Regions from separate parts of the Mus musculus genome. Here region 1 is linked to region 2. Evidence: chromatin contacts called from public HiChIP or PLAC-seq data. All regions are on one chromosome and are shown on one strand. The core of a region is the stretch at or near the end of the contact, and the rest is flanking DNA. Distances in the headings are between cores, read along the strand shown.

The links. HiChIP or PLAC-seq counts read pairs in DNA pulled down with a chosen protein or histone mark.
Region 1: a contact with region 2 is called in an H3K27ac HiChIP or PLAC-seq map of embryonic stem cells, with 5 read pairs. The contact joins the promoter of Trpc6 here to the enhancer-like site in region 2. A contact is called at or near these places in 2 of 39 promoter capture datasets (hippocampal neurons and stem cell-derived epiblast-like cells), 2 of 484 Hi-C or Micro-C datasets (cortical neurons and uterus), 2 of 115 datasets of contacts at active chromatin or transcription factors (both in embryonic stem cells) and 1 of 9 other capture datasets (adipose tissue).

The regions. Positions count from the first base shown.
Region 1 is chr9:8,542,692-8,545,391 of GRCm38.p6, forward strand. Trpc6 (transient receptor potential cation channel, subfamily C, member 6) reads left to right here and starts at 1,451. Exons shown (of 13, transcript NM_013838.2): 1 at 1,451-1,907. The coding sequence starts at 1,741.
Region 2 is chr9:8,457,906-8,460,605 of GRCm38.p6, forward strand. No RefSeq gene overlaps it. Among named protein-coding and RNA genes, the nearest start is that of Trpc6, 85 kb to the right of the region's middle. Within about 2 kb of position 1,401, at least 7 of the 459 cell types and tissues checked have an H3K27ac peak or open chromatin away from gene starts, as enhancers often do. A contact at or near this core is called in embryonic stem cells and stem cell-derived epiblast-like cells, where this site is marked.

The sequences.
Region 1 (2,700 bases), core at 201-2,700, 85 kb after region 2:
GTGCACAGAGGTCTGGAGCTCAGCTGTGCTTCCTGGCTGAAGATGAAGGCCTGAAAGGGGCCCTGTCCCAGAAGGTATGTTGCTTCTGCAGCCCGAGTGCTCTCCTGTGCAGACTGGTCTCTGAGGGACCTGGGATAGAAGATTGTATGTGCTTTTTAATTTATATGTTTTTTTTTCTTCATCTTTTCTTTTGAGGTAGATTGTGACTCTGTAGGCCAGGCTTGCTTGGAACTCATATATAGTCAAGGTTAGACTTGAACTCTCCCCAATCTTCTGCCTCAGGATTTCAAGTGCAGGGTTTAGAGGTGAGTGTTATATGCTCTGATTATTTAACCAACATTTCTCTTTCCTGGGAGCACTGTTAGGACAGACAGTCCTTCAACTGATTGTCCCTGAATCCTAAAATAGTTGTTGGTATGCATTAAATAGTGATGAATAGTGAGTGAATGGATTCTTAATTTTCTTTTAATTCAACCACTATAAATACTCATTTATTGTGTGTGTGTGTGTGTGTCTGTCTGTCTGTCTGTCTATCTCTGTGTGACTTTCTGTGTGTCTGTCTCTGTGTGCATAGGGTGGGGAATTTGAATGCCCATGTGGATCAATTTAAGTTTTCTTTCTCTGTCAACCCTCCACCAGACTTTTTCAAGCAGGGCTCACTGAATCTGGAGTTTGCTGTTTTGGCTAGATTAGCTGGCCAGCCAGCTTCAAATTAGAGATGTCCTTCACCATGGAAGACTGTTATGTAAATACTGGAGACCTCAACGCATGTCCCCATACTTTTGCTCCAAGCACTTTAACCACTGAGAGAAATCCCATTTGTTCTTGTTGAGAAGGTTTTGATTTTGACAGATGTATGCCAATTGATCAGATTGTTAAAACAAGTTTTCAAAGCAGTTAGGACATTGGAGAAAATACACGATTTATGGCATTCAAATGAATCAGGGAGGATTTTCCTTAAAGCAAGCAGACACCATCGGAAAATGCCCTTTTTCTGTTGGTTTTTTTTCAGGAACCAGGAACATTCCACGGTAAGAACACAGACTGCTCTTCCATTACGTCGGAGCTTGGGAATGGGAGAGAAACATCTCAAGAAAATGAAGGAAGCGTGGAAGAAGGAGAAGATCTCGATTTCTGAGTGTTACTTAAAAGAAACTTCCTCGAAAGCCCTCCCTTGGTGTTACTTAAGAACCCTACTTTGGGAGCAGTTTACCCTCCCAAGCCCAAATAAAGAATGTGCCTGGCTCCCACTAGTTTAGTTTATTCTAGCTCTGTAAGTTGTGGCTTCCAGACAGGGGTCGGCGGATTTCTGGACGGTCCTTTCGATCCCTTTAAAGGTGGGGATCGTGACGGAGGACGTGGGGGAAGAAGGCGGGAGGCGAGGGCTGGAGAGTCACGGTTGACATAGTAACTCTTCAGCGGCTCTCCCTAGCGGCTGCCACTGAGGCCCCGCCTGTGCCCTCTGCCTGGGAGCCTGGGGCCGCCTGTCTGCGCGGTCCGGATGCGCTCAGGTCAAGGTTCCTTTCGCGGCTGTCTCCCAAGCCCCTAACTAGTGACTTCCACTGTGGCGGGCAGGGAAGCCATTGGCAGAACCTAGCCAGTCAGGAATCTGCATCTCTTCCCTCATTATCCTCTCCCTGGCATTGCTTTGCTCGGGTCCAGCTCAGTTGGTGACGCGGCCCCTTCTCCCCAGGTTCCCATCCACGGAAGCAGGGGTGCAGGCCGGCCAGGCACTGTGCCATGAGCCAGAGCCCGAGGTTCGTGACCCGGAGGGGCGGCTCTCTAAAGGCTGCCCCTGGAGCCGGCACCCGGCGCAACGAGAGCCAGGACTATTTGCTGATGGACGAGCTGGGAGACGACGGCTACCCGCAGCTCCCGCTGCCACCGTATGGCTACTACCCCAGCTTGTAAGTATGGGCGAGGGCAGCACGGGTTGCAGGAGTGGGTCCCGTGCGCGCCTCAACAGCCATGTGTCTCCAGACTTCCAGACAAGCGAGGGGTGCTAGCGCAGATGGGACGAGGCTGGCTGCTGGTGAGCACTCAAAGGCTGCGCTCACCCTCAGATTGAGCCCATGTGGTTCCCTCCCCACTACTCCTGTTGGGATACCAGGTCACCACAGGGGATCTAATGCTTGTCACCACAGGGGGAAGGAGAGCTATGCTTGGTCAATGTCTACAGCTCCTGCTACCTTGAGGAACTCTGCTCAACAGGCACGATCTGATCAGGTTCCAGTTTTTGCTCCAGTGATACCTTTTGTGTGATCAGAACTCTAAGGGTCTTTGAAGAAACCCACCATAGTGCACTCTCTAGTTCTACCAAGTCCTCTGGTCTTGAGCACGGATTACTTAGGGAGAGAATGGGCAACCTCCTTCTCACCCTGGAGCTGAGATTAAACGGGGGAGATAGACCTCAGGATTTTGTACCCATAGGATAGAAAAACAGAGACCAGCTCTTTACTAGTGGCATCTCAATAACTACGAGCCTTTTTTAACAACAACAGCACCAGCAGCAACAACAACAACTGACCCCCACTCCCCTCCCATGAGGTTGGTGACAGTGGTGCTGTGAAGGGACAGACAGCAGATAATAGAATGGAGAAACAAAGTCTTCCTTTCTCTTTTGCCCCTGGCAGGCTGTGAGCACTTGTGTAGTAGACCTACAGTATTTCTGGCTCTTTACACCTTCCCTTAATCTCTGCT
Region 2 (2,700 bases), core at 151-2,650:
ACAAACAAACAAACAAAAAACAACCAAAAACCCAGTTCTAACAGTAGTGTGACAGATGTAAGGTACATAGTCCAGTTTTCAAGGAAACCAGGCAGACATAATCCCAAATACTCTGCAAGAATTAACATAATTACTTGACTATTTTGTTACACTTAAAGGCAGATCAATGGAAAAACCAGCAGGAGAATGGTGGACGTAAACAGTCATGTAAATAATTAGATATAAAAGAAGTAAGCACTCCTTGAAAAGGCAGAAGCTGTCACACTCAGATATACTACTGCCACATCCTCCCACCCCAGGACTGGGGATTGAACCTAGGGCCTCAGGAATGCTAGCTAAGCACTCTACAATGGAGCTTCATCCTAGCCTGTTCACACTCCCTATTGAGAAAAAGCAAAGCAAAGCAAAGCAAAGCAAAACAAACAAAACCAAACCAAACCAAACCAAAAAAACAACAACAACAAAACTTTTATTTTGAGACAATGTTATTAGGTTATGCAGACTGGTTTTGAACTCATTGTACAGCCCAGGCATGCCTTGAAGTTGTTGTCCTCCTGCCTCAGTTTCTTTTTTTTTCCATTTTTTATTAGGTATTTAGCTCATTTACATTTCCAATGCTATACCAAAAGTCCCCCATACCCACCCACCCCCACTCCCCTACCCACCCACTCCCCCTTTTTGGCCCTGGTGTTCCCCTGTACTGGGGCATATAAAGTTTGTGTGTCCAATGGGCCTCTCTTTCCAGTGATGGCCGACTAGGCCATCTTTTGATACATATGAAGCTAGAGTCAAGAGCTCCGGGGTACTGGTTAGTTCATAATGTTGTTCCACCTATAGGGTTGCAGATCCCTTTAGCTGCCTCAGTTTCTTGAGTAGCTAGGCAAGTCAGGCTTGTAGGTTTGCCACAGATGGTGGTACCAGTGTCCACATGCTGTTCTCCGTGAGTGGCCATGGGTCAGATGTCTGGATTGAAGTTATGTAGGAGTGGACACAGATCCATCCATTGTACTGGTGTTCACAGGAGGTTGGAGCCTGAGGCTGGGCAAGAACACTGTGGCATCAGGGTCCAGGCTGTACATATGTGGCCTACAACAGAACTGAGGTGCTGACACTAGTAGAAGGGGATGGAATAAGATTGAGGGTATGGAATCAGTGCAGCTCCTGCTCTGAAACTTTGGCAGAGTCCATAGCTAGCTAAGTAGTAGCTCCTTTTGTGTGCATGAGGAGGGGAAGGAATGAGGAGTAGCTCCCTTTCTGGAGTTCACGGTGGGAAGTAGGCTCTAATTAAGTCAGTAAAGATGGTTTCTAGGGCTCCCTGCAGAGCAGCTAGCCAGAGTCACAGTGAGCAAAATCACAGGGGTCTAGACTGAAAGCCTATAGAGTCTGGCAGCTGCTGAGCACTGGGGAGGTCCTCAGTGGCAAAGGCTTTAGTCTGCTTGAACCAATGTTGAGTGGGCCACTGAGTATGAAATGGCTTCTATTGTGTGATGGATAACTGAACCTGAGTTCCTTTGTTCCTGAGCAAGAAAGAGAGAGAGGTCTCTGCCAAGAAGCCCCTCCCAGTTCCTGCTCTCCCCTTCAATTTTTGCTCAGTTGGACTCCTGAGCTCCTCTAAGCTATTTTTGTTCATGGCTAGCTATTTTTTTTTTTTAAGGAATATAAGGCTGGTAACTTCTACTCTGCCATATTGCCCATGTCTGCTTTCAACTATAAGTTTGAAAAGAGATTGGACAGTGACTAAATTGGAAAAAAAATGCCTTAAAAAGCAGCCTGTTAGAAACAGTCACTATGGTCTGGTGAGATGGCTCATAGCTCAGCAGGAAAAGGTGCTGCCTCCCTGGGATCCACATAGTGGAAGGACATAACGGATTCTCACAAATTGTCTTCTGACCTTCATATATGCATCATGGCATGTGTGTGCTTGTGCATACATTCACATGGGCATGAAGAAATAAATAAAATAAATATAATAAAAATGATAAAATAGATTCAAGATGAAACAGAGAATGTGATTGCCATATCCATCTGATACTCGATTTTGTTTATATGCTTAGTCATTTTTATTGGATATTTTATTTATTTACATTTCAAATGTTATACCCTTTCCCAATTTCCTCCCAGAACCCCCCATCACATTCGCCATCCCCCTGCTTCTATGAGGGTGTGCCCCCACCCACTCATGCACCCCCAACTCCCTGCCCTCACATTCCCTAACACTAGGGCATCTAGCCTTCACTGGACCAACGGCCTCTTCTCCCATTGATGCCTGACAAGGCCATCCTCTGCTACATACTCAGCTGGAGCCATGGGTCTCTCTATGTGTACTCCTTGGTTGGTGGTTTAGATCCTGGGAGCTCTGGTCAGTTGATATTGTTGTTCTTCCTATGGGGTTGCAAACCCCTTCAGCTCTTTTAGTCTTCTCTCTAACTTCTCCATTGGGGACCCTATGATCAGTTCAATGTTTGGCTGCAAGCATCTGCCTCCATATATGTCAGGCTCTGGCAAAGCCTCTCAGGAGCCAGCTATATCAGCCTCCTGTCAGCATGAATTTCTTGGTATCCACAATTGTGTCTGCCTGTGCTCATTGTATATGGGATGGATCCCCAGGTGGGGTAGTCTCTGGATGGCCTTTCCTTCAGTCTCTGTTCCACACTTTGTCTTTGTATTTGCATCCATGAGTATTTGGTCCTTCTAAGAAGG